Linked DNA regions of Sus scrofa: region 1 is linked to region 2. Evidence: chromatin contacts called from public Hi-C data. All regions are on one chromosome and are shown on one strand. The core of a region is the stretch at or near the end of the contact, and the rest is flanking DNA. Distances in the headings are between cores, read along the strand shown.

Region 1 (6,143 bases), core at 1,134-3,633, 38 kb before region 2:
TTCTGTTGTGGCTCAGTGGTTAACGAATCCGACTAGGAACCATGAGGTTTCGGGTTCGATCCCTGGCCTCGCTCAGTGGGTTAAGGATCCGGAGTTGCTGTGAGCTGTGGTGTAGGTTGCAGACACGGCTCGGCTCGGATCTAGTGTTGCTGTGGCTGTGGCACAGGCCGCCAGCTACAACTCCGATTCGACCCCTAGCCTGGGAACCTCCATATACTGCAGGTGTGGCCCTGGAAAAAGAAAAAAAAAAAAAAAAAAAGAGTAAAATTAGGTTGTGATGATGGTCGTACAACTATAAATATGTACTAAAATTCACTGAATTAAAAAAAGAAAAAATGGAGTTCCTCTCGGGGCTCAGTGGAAATCAATCTGACTAGCATCCATGAACATGCAGGTTCCATCCCTAGCCTCGAGCAGTGGGTTAAGGATCTGGTGTTGCCATGAGCTGTTGTGTAGGTCACAGACGCCTCTCAGATCTGGCATTGCTATGGCTGTGGTGTAGGCCGGCGGGTGTAGCTCCCACTCGACCCCTAGCCTGGGAACCTCCAAATACCACGGGTTCCGCCCTAAAAAGACAAAAAAATAAATAAATAAAAATTTAAAAAGAAAAGAAAAATCCAATGGCATGATAAAAAATGTTTGATGTATGCTTCAAGTTTTATTTACAAAGACCTCTAAATCTGGACTAAATATAATGCTTAGAAAAAGAAAGCAAACAACTTAAAATTTAATACATGAACAAGCACAGCTAAGAAATCTTGACCATTCTGCATAGAATGCTTACAAATCATAATTTCCAAAAAAGAAAGTCCCCACGTTTGTGATCAAGATAAAATAAAACTATTAATCAACCACTGCATATTTCTCGAGTTTCTATCAAACTGTGAATGGGATGCCTATTTAAGAACTAAACATTATTGACAATTATCAAACAGATAAAACCTTCTTCTTGGATTATTTCCCCATTTACTATGCACTCATAGCTGAAGATGGAGACTTTGGGTACAGTGCTTTCCAAGTGCTTAATAAATTGTACAAATTGTCTTTCATAAATCTGCCGAAGTTAAGATTTTAAAAAGTGAATACCTCTTGCAACACTTACCAGTTTTGTCCGGATATTCAGCTTATTTGCTCACCACCCAATACAGGATTAGAAATTTCTCCTTACCTTCTTTCCTAACTCTCATGGTTTCTTACCAAATCCAACGGCCAGAATTATTTTTAGGTAACTAATTCCTTAGTTAGACATTAACTGAGCGCACATAATGTTAGGGTTCTCAGACCCGAACAAAATCCAGCTTCCCGAGTTTCTGACGGCTAATTTAACTTTTATGGACACAGATAAGAAAGGTTACAAAACCAACTATCGAGATACATTCTTTTTACTGGATATATTAGAACACAATATAGTCAAAAGCTCATAGTTCAATCAACTCTCGTACTAATCTACCGCAAATCCACAAGATTAAAATAACCCGTATTTTTCCAGTAGAAGGGAAAGGAGGGGGGGACTGGAGGGGGCGTATGGCGCATCACCAGGATGTCCACCCCCAACACAGGGAAACGCTCCTTACCCCCACTCTCAAGCTGGGGGTGTGCACGCCCCTGTCCTCGTCTACCACGTCCCTACCTTCGCGGCCTCGGACTGCGCCACAACAGCCAACACGACTTTTGGTTAGGAAAAGAAACGGGGTGGGGGACACGCGCCACACATTCGACCTCCCAGCCTCACGGGGCCGCAGGCCGCTGCGCTCAACACGACCGGACTCCCAAAGGATGGAGAGGGAGGCCGCGGGGCCGCGCCGCCCAGGGCAGTGGCCAGAGGGTCGCGCGCAGCAGCCAGGCAAATGCCTAGGCCGGGACGAGCGGCCTCCCCGCCCCCTCCGGCTCAACTCGGGGCCGGCAGACGGCGCCCCCGGGGGCTAACTTCGCCGGGGAAGAGGAAGTGCCGCGGCAAGTAACAGGCTGTGAAGACTCTGGAAGCAAGGAAAAGCTGTCCGTGCGTCTGCCTGCCGGCAGGACCGTCTCACCTCCCCTCTTGCCGAGCCCAGGCGGCCCCAGCTCACCTGAGGAGGGCACCGGGATGCCACCGCGGCCACCGCGATGGCCGTTAGGGCACGAGGCCTCCGCTCTGCCGCCGCGTAGCTCTGGGGAGAGGGGCGGGGCGCGCGGCGAGTGGGCGGGGCTGCTGTGCGGACTGGCTGCGAGGCCGCGGGCGGATCCGCGCGGGCAGGAAACCCCCTCCCTGCCCCATCTAATAGGCTCAGCCGCTCCGTTCCCTCCTATCACTGACGCGAGAGCGATCTGCGCTGCGCCACGAGTGGGCGGGCCCCTCTGTCAATCAAGCGTTGTGCTGGGTGTGGAGTGAGCTGAGAAGGCTCCGCAGACAGCTTTGAGCGAGCGGGCGAGGAACGCCGGGCCTGCATCTGATTCTTGTAGCTTTTGTCTCTCTAGCTGATTACTTTGGACTTTCTCAGCGCCACAGGAGAGAACCCACAACAGAAATGACGGCTTCCCGAGGTCAGCCCTTGCTATTCTGGACGCTTCCTCCTGGTTTCCGCATCTGAAGAAGGTCTTGCCAGCAAAAGGTTTTTAAGGGCGGGGAACTTAAAAAGCAAAACAAACATAAAGACCTGGAAATGGGGACCTGAGAGGAAAATGTCAGACATATGCTTAAATTGAGCAGCAAACAGAAATAAGCTGAGTCTGAAGGCCTTCGAAGGGTCCTGGTGCGTGGGTAGCTTCCCGTCTTGGCTGCAGAAGCCTTGCTGTGAGGAGAGCAGTGATCTTTGGTGCCAGGTCTGCCCATTCTTAGCGGCCCAGCCCCAGTCACCGGCCATCAGTAAGTTGGTTCTCCCGCGACGCCAGCACTGCAGCCACCCTCCATTCCCTGCCATCTCTGTAGCTCTGCTTAGGTGTTGCCCCCTTAGGGAAGACTGCCAAGGTGCACAGATATTGTCCCCACCTAAGCTGTTGAAAGAGTCAGTCCGTCTCCCTACCGACACTGTACATTCAGTTAAATCAGGAGCCATGTCAGTATACAGTTTTTCCCCAGTGCCAAGCACATGCTAGATCGTCAGTAAATATTGTTTAGGCATTAATACATCTTCCAATCCCATTTTTAATCCTGGCCCTAAATTCCAAGAGTTTCTGCTTTTCTATATTTAACTTCAAAATTGTTTGCGTGCTGATAGAGGTGTGTGGTTCACTTGCTATATATAGGATCACAAGGTCAAGCACAAAACACCTATGGTCCAGCCCTTCCTGGCCTCAAGTTGGCTAGAGCAAGTAGACCACACTGAACTCCAGGCAGCAACAACTCTACATCTATATCCCATAACTAGCATCTAAAGTGAATAATGTAAGTGAATTTTGGATTATTCAAAGGGTCTAAATACCTTTGCATATTTTATCATGGACTGAATTGTGTTCCCTACCAAAATTCATGTTGAAGCCCTATCCCCCAATGTGAATGTATTTAAAAGTACATTCTAAATGTATTCTAGAAAGGCCTCCTAGGACCTTTAGGAGGTAACTAAGGTCAACTGAGGTGGTAAGAGTGAGGCCCTAATCCTATAGGATGTGCCCTTGTAAGATACAGCAAGCCCTGTAGCTTGCTCTCTGTCTTCACAACTAGAAGACACACTGAGAAGGCAGCCATGTGCACGCCAGGAAGAGAGCTCTTGCCAAAAACTAACTTTGCTGGCACTCAGATGTGGGACTTTCAGTCTCCAGAACTGTGAGAATTAAATTTCTGTTGTTTAGGCCACCCAGTCTGTGGTATTTTGCTGTAGCAGCCCAAGCTAACTAATACAGTAGTTTTATTTGTTGATACATCTTAGTAAAGTTCATGGATAGAGCTATTATTACATTCATTATTGAAGCTGGAGAAACCATGGTCCAGAGGTTGAAACTATTTCTCCAGAATCACATATCAAACTACACCTTGCTAAATTCTAGTTACATATTTAACATGTGATAAGGTTAGGAGATGTGAATAAAAATATAACAGATAAAATGGTCCTTTCCATCAGGTAGCTTATGACCCTAAAATATCATTTTAAGTGGGGAAAATAAGCCCAGAAAAAAAATATGCTGAAGTCATAACTTTAGATTTTATTTTGTAAGAGAATATGTATTTTGAATGGGCCAATGATCTGAATAAACTCTTCATGAGATTTTGATCCAGATCTCTTAACTATGGCATGCCACCTATTGAAGCAATAGAAGTGAGGGGAAGAGCTTTTTCATAAGAGGATTTTAGTTATTTGTAAACATGTTTTTTCCTTTTAGTTTTCCTTTAAATTTCCTCATTGCCCATTCTTACTAGGAACTCTGAAAAAAGAAAAACAAAAAAAAATCTTAGAAAAAGAGATAGAATTAAAGAAGAAAAATAAGGGAAAAACAATGAAAGAGGAAAGCATTAGGTAGAAGGGTAGATAGGCAGAAAGTGATGTATGAAATTATATTACAGTGTACTTAGAAGAAATAGAGTCCATGACCTTATGAGGTGGGAGTTGTCCCAAAGACTCCCTTTCACACTCTGTATCTCCCCACCTTCCAAATTTAAATATGCAGTTGGCTCCTCCTTCCTCTCATTTAGTGGAACTCACATCAAAAAATGAGAATCACTCCTAATTAGTTCTGAGTGGACTAAGGAGTAGTCAGAATCAGGAAACAACACTTAGGTGAAAACTTATGACTAATAGACTAGAAATGGGGCCTCAGATATGGGAACTAATCTGTCTAGGATAAAAACATGTAGGCAGCTCACTTCATTCATCTCAAAGAAAAGAATTTGGGAAGACAAGGGAAAAATGAGGCTCCATGTCTCAAGACCTTTCCCAGGAAACTATTGATAGCTTATATGTAGAAGTGATTAGGGAGAATGATCTGGTTTGGCATCAATGTAAGATAGAACTATTTAGGACAAAAACAAGAAACAGAGAAAAAGAAAAAAACCCACCCTACCTACTAATCAGTAAGCAGTAACTAATCACATGTTTGACTGTGAAATACAGAAATTAGTGGGCCCTGGTAGCTAAATTTCTGGATTAAATACTGTTATGCTTTATGCTTTTATGGGAGTTAATACAACAAAAATATATTGCATCTACTCTGGTGGGCACTACAATTGGTACCAGAGATCTAAAGATCAGTCAAACTTAAAGGAGCTTCAACCAATTACAGAGAATAAGATTTAAACAGATAACGTATTATTTATATAGTAAATACAGCAATAGATATGTACAGGGGGACATTAGGCAACAGGGGGAGAAGAGGTATGTGGTTAGGCTATTCAGGCAATTAAGTAGGCAAAGGAGAAAGGCCTTCCAATTAGAGGGGCCTGCATTTTAAAAGGCATTATATAATATTAGAATATTGCAAGAGCAGAAAAACTAACAAAAGTAAACAAGAGTGGATTATGCAAGTTAAGGCCCTTGGATTTTATCATATAGGCAATGAGACCCATCAAAGGGTTTTCTTAACAGCACTTTATAAACTGTCATTCTGTTGTTTTCTGGTCTCCATGGTTTCCTGTATGTCATATGTCTTTTCCTCTGGGTGCTTTTAAGATTTTGTTTCTTTATCTTTGTTTATCATAGCAGTTACACTATGTTTCTAGGTGTGATTTTCTTTGTATTCATGCTGGGGTGGTTCACTTATTTCCCTGGATCTGTGGATTGCTGACTGTTTTTGTTGTTTCTTTTTATCAAATTTGGAAAACCTCTGGCCGGTATCTTCAAATATTTTTTTTCACCCCTTTCTCTCTCTCTCTTCTTCTGTGACTACACTTAACACTTATGCTAGACTTCTTAGTCCTTGGTATGGTTCAATCCAGGCTATGTTCTTTTTTTTTTTTTCCAAATATTTTCCTTCTGTGCTTCAATTTGGATAATTTTTATTGAGAGCCAATAATTCCTGGAAAATCTGAATGTTAACATTTTCCCAAAAGCACAGACATCCGACAAGTGACTGTGGGTTCCTTTGGGGTATATTTGAAGGCATATTAGTCAAGGGAACAGAAATCACAGGATATTACAAGAGAGAATTTAGTTTTGGGTGTTGAAGGACTGGAAAAGCAAAAAGGGACCACTGAAGTATCCCAGATATGATAACTTAGAAGTAGCTACCACCTCTAA
Region 2 (5,785 bases), core at 980-3,479:
AGTATCTTGTAATAAGCTATAATAGAAAAGAATTTTTAAAAGAATACCACTGTGCTGTACTCCTGAAACTAACAGAATACAGTGATATTTTTCAATTTTTAAAAGATCTGTTTACAATGGTTTTTTCTGGTTTTATGTTTTTTTGTCTATCACCTAAATTTCTTACAATGAGGTGCATTTTATGAGAGAAAAACCATAGGTACCCAATGTTTTGAAAAATATATATGTAACCTTTACAGAGTTCACAAACCATATCCCACCAGTATATTTGAAATACTCAGCATTATGATACATCTTATATTTTCTTTAGATTGTAACTTTCCATGAGACTATTTTTCAATATTAAATTTTTCATTAATTCTTTTTGTTTAAACATCCTTTAGGAAGATCTCTTTCGTGTCAATATCAATTTTACATCTTTCTGGGCTATCTTTGTTCTTGAATTAAAATAGTTATAAATACATAATTGCTCAGCAAAATACCAAACACTTTAATTCACACGTTCTGTGACTTGTGAACAGATGATTATGAAGGTTAATAGTTCTGCAGAGTTCAGAAACACTAAAGATGTCAAAAAAAAAGTGGATTACAAAAAGCTCTGGGAAAATTTGTGACATAGTGTATCGTGGCATTTAAAATGGATGAGTGTATTTACATGTGTGTAATGTTTGGGTGCATACACACATAATGCATCCTAGATGTGCTATGCATATCATATGTGAAGCATATGTTTATGCTCGCCATGTGTTCTTGCATGTAGGTTTTCAAACCAGTTATGCATATGCTTTATCTGCACCCCCGGGGCTAGCCACATTTGCCTTCATGTTATCTTCAGGAAACCAGCATCAACCCATCTGTAGAGAGTTTCGATGTCGAGCCAGGTAGCCGGCGTCACTCTACCCAACAGTGTTGGAGTCGGCTATTTCTGGTGCAGAGTAGAACCGAAAGGCAGGCCGCCGCCCGAGAAGAAAACCGACGAAGACACTAGAGGCACTTCAGCACCACGGACACGGGCAACCCCTTCGAGCGGTACAGCCAGTGACTGCCCCTACCCCAGTGCCCCCAGGCCTGTCTGTCCAGTGCGTCACTATCTCCCGGCCCTCAATCGTCAGTTAGACGCCAGCTTTCCATCCCGCTCCTCTCCAAGCCGTGCAAAAAGCCAGGACTGAGATGTGGGTCTGCGCAGCGCCCCCACCCATCCCAACACAAGTCTCTTTCCTGCTGGCTCCGGCCACCGGCGACCCTTCCATCTCTTCTCCCAAAAGGGGCAAAACGGGCGCACGTGGCCTAGAAATCCTACGGTCCAGGGGCGGGTCAGGGAGGGGTCTTGTTTTTCTCCCCCGGAGGTGGCGGGGGCGGGGCTGAGTGGACTTGTCCTGCTCCTCCAGCCGCCACACAGCCGCGGCCTGGCCCTTCCTCCCTCTCCTTGCCTCGCCTTTCGCTGGGGAAAGGGTTCTCCAAATCGTATATTCTCCACGAAAATCTCAACCCATATAGACTGGAGTCCAAGAGTCGGAGACAGACAACAGAGTAAAGGAAAATACTGATTCTTGGCCATATTTCTAAAACCAGCCAGCATTCTTAAAAGTTTGTATTTGAAATCGATCCCATGGCGTCATAAGACTCACCCCTGTTTGGGTGGGCTCCTGGGCGAGAGGAAAGCAATAGCCCTCGACCTTTTTTTAGAGAGGCTGGAGAAGGACCCATACACGCGACGGTGGCAGGAAGGAGGGGCCCCCGCAGAAGCCACGGCTAATGCTGACCTTACCGAACCCGGGTCTAGGTTCTCCAAGAGAGCAGTGCAGGGAAGTGGGGCACTCACCGCCTCTCAGACGTCCAGCAGAGCCCCCCCACCCCCCGCCACCGCGAAGGTGTGTGAAGGGGGCGGGGCGCTTTGCCCAGGACCCGGCCCAAGCCAAAAAAAAGGGATTTGGCCTCTTGGGTACCTCGGCTAAAAGGCGGGGGTCGGCGTAAGTTCCCACTCCTTCCGGCTGGGGCTGCCGGGCAGACAGGGTCAAGGTCCCAGTCCGCTGCTGCCGACCGGCTGCCAGGGCCCGGTTACCTGCGTGCCACGGCGAGGGAAGGCGCGCCCGGTGCTTCGCCGGGGCTGCCGGCTGCCGCGCACCCAGTCCAGGTTCTGAGGCCGCAGAGGCGGCCGAGAGCTTTGCCAAGAACACCGCGGCTGGTGCGGCTGCGGCCGCCTGGAGGGGCAGGGAGAGGGGCGCCGCCGGCGTGGACACTGCGCCTGCGCTTTCCGCTGCTTCCCCCGCCCCCACCGGCAGGTGCCCGTGCGAAAGGCCGCGGGGGGCGCCCCGGATTTGTGTTTGGACTGAGGGACTCGCTCTACCCGCGCGGTGGGAGGGCCCAGGCGTGGGGAAACTGCCTGTGCGACCGCTTTGGTCTACACTCTTAGACCTGGTTTGAAGCAATCGCTGGCCAGCCAGAGTGACATGGTTTCCTGGAAGGCGGCAGGGAGAGGATATCAGTCCATTTAGACCCGTCTGTTTGCATTTAAAAGTCGCAAATCGATTCCTTGATATTTAAAATACGTCTAGCATCAATAAATTGTGGTCCAGAAAGCTCTTCCGGCATCCTCCGCTCCAGCTGACATTTTACCTGTGAGATTTCTGAGGCGAAGGTCTTGGCGCTGTAGAGCTGGTCCCTGAACCTAGGTCCTAATACCCCACATTCCCGCGCTGAATGAATGAATACAGCTGTTTGCAAACAGACCTGGGTATCAAAGCAAAGGACTAGACTGGTCATGAGGACAGGCAGGAAGACCATTACCGTAGGCCAGGCAAGAGAGAGTGAGGCCTGAACCAAGGTGCGTAGTGGGAAAAGATAGGAAGTGACTACTGGTTTTTCCTCTGTCCTTTCAGATCCACTCACCACCCTGCTCTGTGACTCAGAGCTGATCTTTATGATATTTAGGACCTATCTCCTACATCCTCAGAGGGCCATTCTGTTGGCACTGCCTATATTCTTTATCTAAAGCCCATCATTCCAATCCTGTGGCCCTCTCCTACAGTTCTTTTCTCAGGTCTGTTTACTGCTTGCTGTTCTTGCCCCTGAAGGCTTGGGGCTGGTAATGGCTCCCAGAGGTTTCCTTTAACCCTGCCCACACCTTTTTAAATAGTCCCTTCATTAAATTCTCAACTATCCCCTAAATGTGCCATGCCATCTTTATCCTACCATTCTTTTCCTACCACTCCAGGACACTATAATAGATTTTACTTCATTGTTGTTGGGAAAATTCATAAGAAAAAAATATATATATATAAGAAAGATGGGGGTTTTAAAAAATGAGATGTATCCCAGAGTCATCTTTATAGTTCCCAGGCTCCAGGCAGCCATCATATTAGGTGGTCTCCCCACTGAGTCCCCCCACCTGAGAGCATTAAAGACAGTTTAAGCAGATCCAAGAATGAGATTCAGACTACTCATAACCAATGTGTTCACAAAAGAGCTGGGAATCATCTTAGTGTCCAGCATAATAGAACTTCTGGATGCCTCTTGATGTGAAGAGACCATCTAGATCTTTATGGAGCAAGTGCTGGTGCTTTCCCCCAACTGCAGCTGGGCTGCTTTTGAATGAGTCAGTATTCCTAGGACACTTAAGAGTCCTGGGCACAGTGTCTGAAAAAATGTGTTTATGAAGTAGCTGCTGAGAGAGGCAGTTGTTGATGAGAGTCTCAGGCTGTTTATGTAGAAAACCCAAAGAATGTTCCCAAAGAGGGAGGAAATGAGAGGCAATAGAATGAGTAATGATTGTCCATTGCACTCCATATCAGCTGGATCTGAATCCTGGTCCTGACCATTTCTCTGTCTTGTAAAAACAATCAAACTGGTTTAACTAGTTTAATTCTTTCCCCATCCATCCCCTCTCCCCTTCAAAAAACACACAGGCAAAACCAAACAAAACATTGAGGCACTATCCTGACAAAACTTACCCAAAGGGAACCCCAGGAACAGCTGTTTGCAAACAGAACTAACGTCCACTATTTGTACTGAATACAAATGAGACCAGAACAGAAAATTTAAGATGTATTTTCTGTCTTTCACCATTTTGAAGAGGAGGGACCTTTTGTTGTTCAGAAGGCAGCCTGGGCATTAATTGCACTGATCTAGGTAAGGAGTAGAGGTATAGAAGACAAAGGAGCCTCAGAAGTCTTGACTAATCCACAAAGCTCAGCTAGATTTTATGTTTCTCTTGAAGGAAGTGGGGGAGGAAGAAAGCCAGAAAAGTTTTGAGGTCAGGAGTGAGAAAAAGGAAGATGTGGAGTGATCTGAGCTTAAGAGAGGTTTCTGGGAGTTTTGAGAGAGTGAGATTAGGAATTCAGCACAGCTGTTACTCTGAATGGTAGGTACTCAGAGTATGGTACTCTCAGTATCTCAGAGATACTTTGAAAAAGGAAAAAGGATTTTCAGATGTTTTGTCATGTATAATAAGTGGAATTCTTTTGTACTATAATGCTGAGGACTTTTTCTAGTAAGTGTCAAAAACTCACACTGATTTAACTGAAAAATCCATAGATGCATAGATTCAGGTATGGCTGAATCCAGGGTAAAACAATGTCATCAGCATATGATCACTCCTTTCTTCTGTTCACTTTGTTTGTTTGTTTGTTTGTTTTGCCTTTTTGCCATTTCTTGGGCCGCTCCCACGGCATATGGAGGTTCCCAGGCCAGGGGTCGAATTGGAGCTGTAGCCACCAGCCTACGCCAGAGCCACAGCAACACAGATCTGAGCCACATCTGCAACCTACACCACAGCTCACAGCAAGGCCGGATCCTTAACCCGCTGAGCAAGGCCAGGGATCGAACCTGCAACCTCATGGTTCCTAGTCGGATTTGTTAACCACTGAGCCACGACGGGAACTCCTCTTCTGTTCACTTTAAAGGGTTTATTCTCATATAGCGATTTTTTTCCCTAACTTCCCATCTTTCCCCAGTGTTGAACCTATATCATCCTTATAGCTCATCATTCCATAAGGGCAATTATTTCCAAGTAATTCCAATAAAATCTTATTATGTCTTATTAGCAAATTCTGGATCATATACCTAACTGTATGCTTTAGTCTGAGGACAAAGAATGGGGGAAGGGTCATTTTCCAAAGAAAAGCCAAGGTTCTGTTAGCTGGAAACACCATAAAGTGATAGGCATATGAAAAAAAGAACGTGTCCCCTGCAAGTACCACTTGAAGAAACTTCAGTTAAGATTTATTCATCTTTTAGAGTTCCTGTGCCATTGTGAAAATACATGTTTCCCCCATCAGCACCACCATAACTTCACTCTTGCAATTAGACATAAAGCTCAGTACTAGCACTCTGGTATAAACAACTAAGAAGTGGTTTGTATATCCAACACAGGAATGTACGCAGTAACACCCTATATAAGGAGCATTCAGACTTTTATTAGCACCTGGCACACCATCACAAATCTTGAATTAAGTAAGCCAACTTGCTATCTCAGAGTTCAAGCACTTGCCTTGTTCTTCAAATTGTGTACAAAACAAAGGGCACCAAAGGTAAAAACAGCTCTATTTCCACCCAATCAATTATTTCTTCATTATTATTTATTACTCTATTACCAATTTTACTCACTTCTCCACTTGTTCTGTGCTTCAGATTTCTTAGCAGAAGAAGGAATAATAACTTACTACATAGAGCTCTTTAAGGATTAAATTAATTTATACATGTAAAGGCATAGGAGAGTGTCAGTTACCCAGTAAGCACTAAATTAATGTTTGCTATTATGATTACAGCAGCCAAAAAGTAAATCTCT

What was found. Hi-C and Micro-C count contacts between places; a contact is called where the count stands out from the background.
Region 1: a contact with region 2 is called in a Hi-C map of brain, with 4 times the contacts expected there. The contact joins the promoter of STAG1 here to the promoter of SLC35G2 in region 2. A contact is called at or near these places in 4 of 47 Hi-C or Micro-C datasets (brain, embryonic fibroblasts, epiblast stem cells and 1 more).

The regions. Positions count from the first base shown.
Region 1 is chr13:77,859,737-77,865,879 of Sscrofa11.1, reverse strand. STAG1 (cohesin subunit SA-1) reads left to right here and starts at 2,383. Exons shown (of 38, transcript XM_021071121.1): 1 at 2,383-2,842. It also overlaps a transcript of NCK1 not described here.
Region 2 is chr13:77,821,635-77,827,419 of Sscrofa11.1, reverse strand. It overlaps SLC35G2 (solute carrier family 35 member G2), which reads right to left and starts at 2,229. Exons shown (of 2, transcript XM_003358564.4): 1 at 2,063-2,229. The region is part of intron 3 of STAG1 (cohesin subunit SA-1); the gene reads left to right.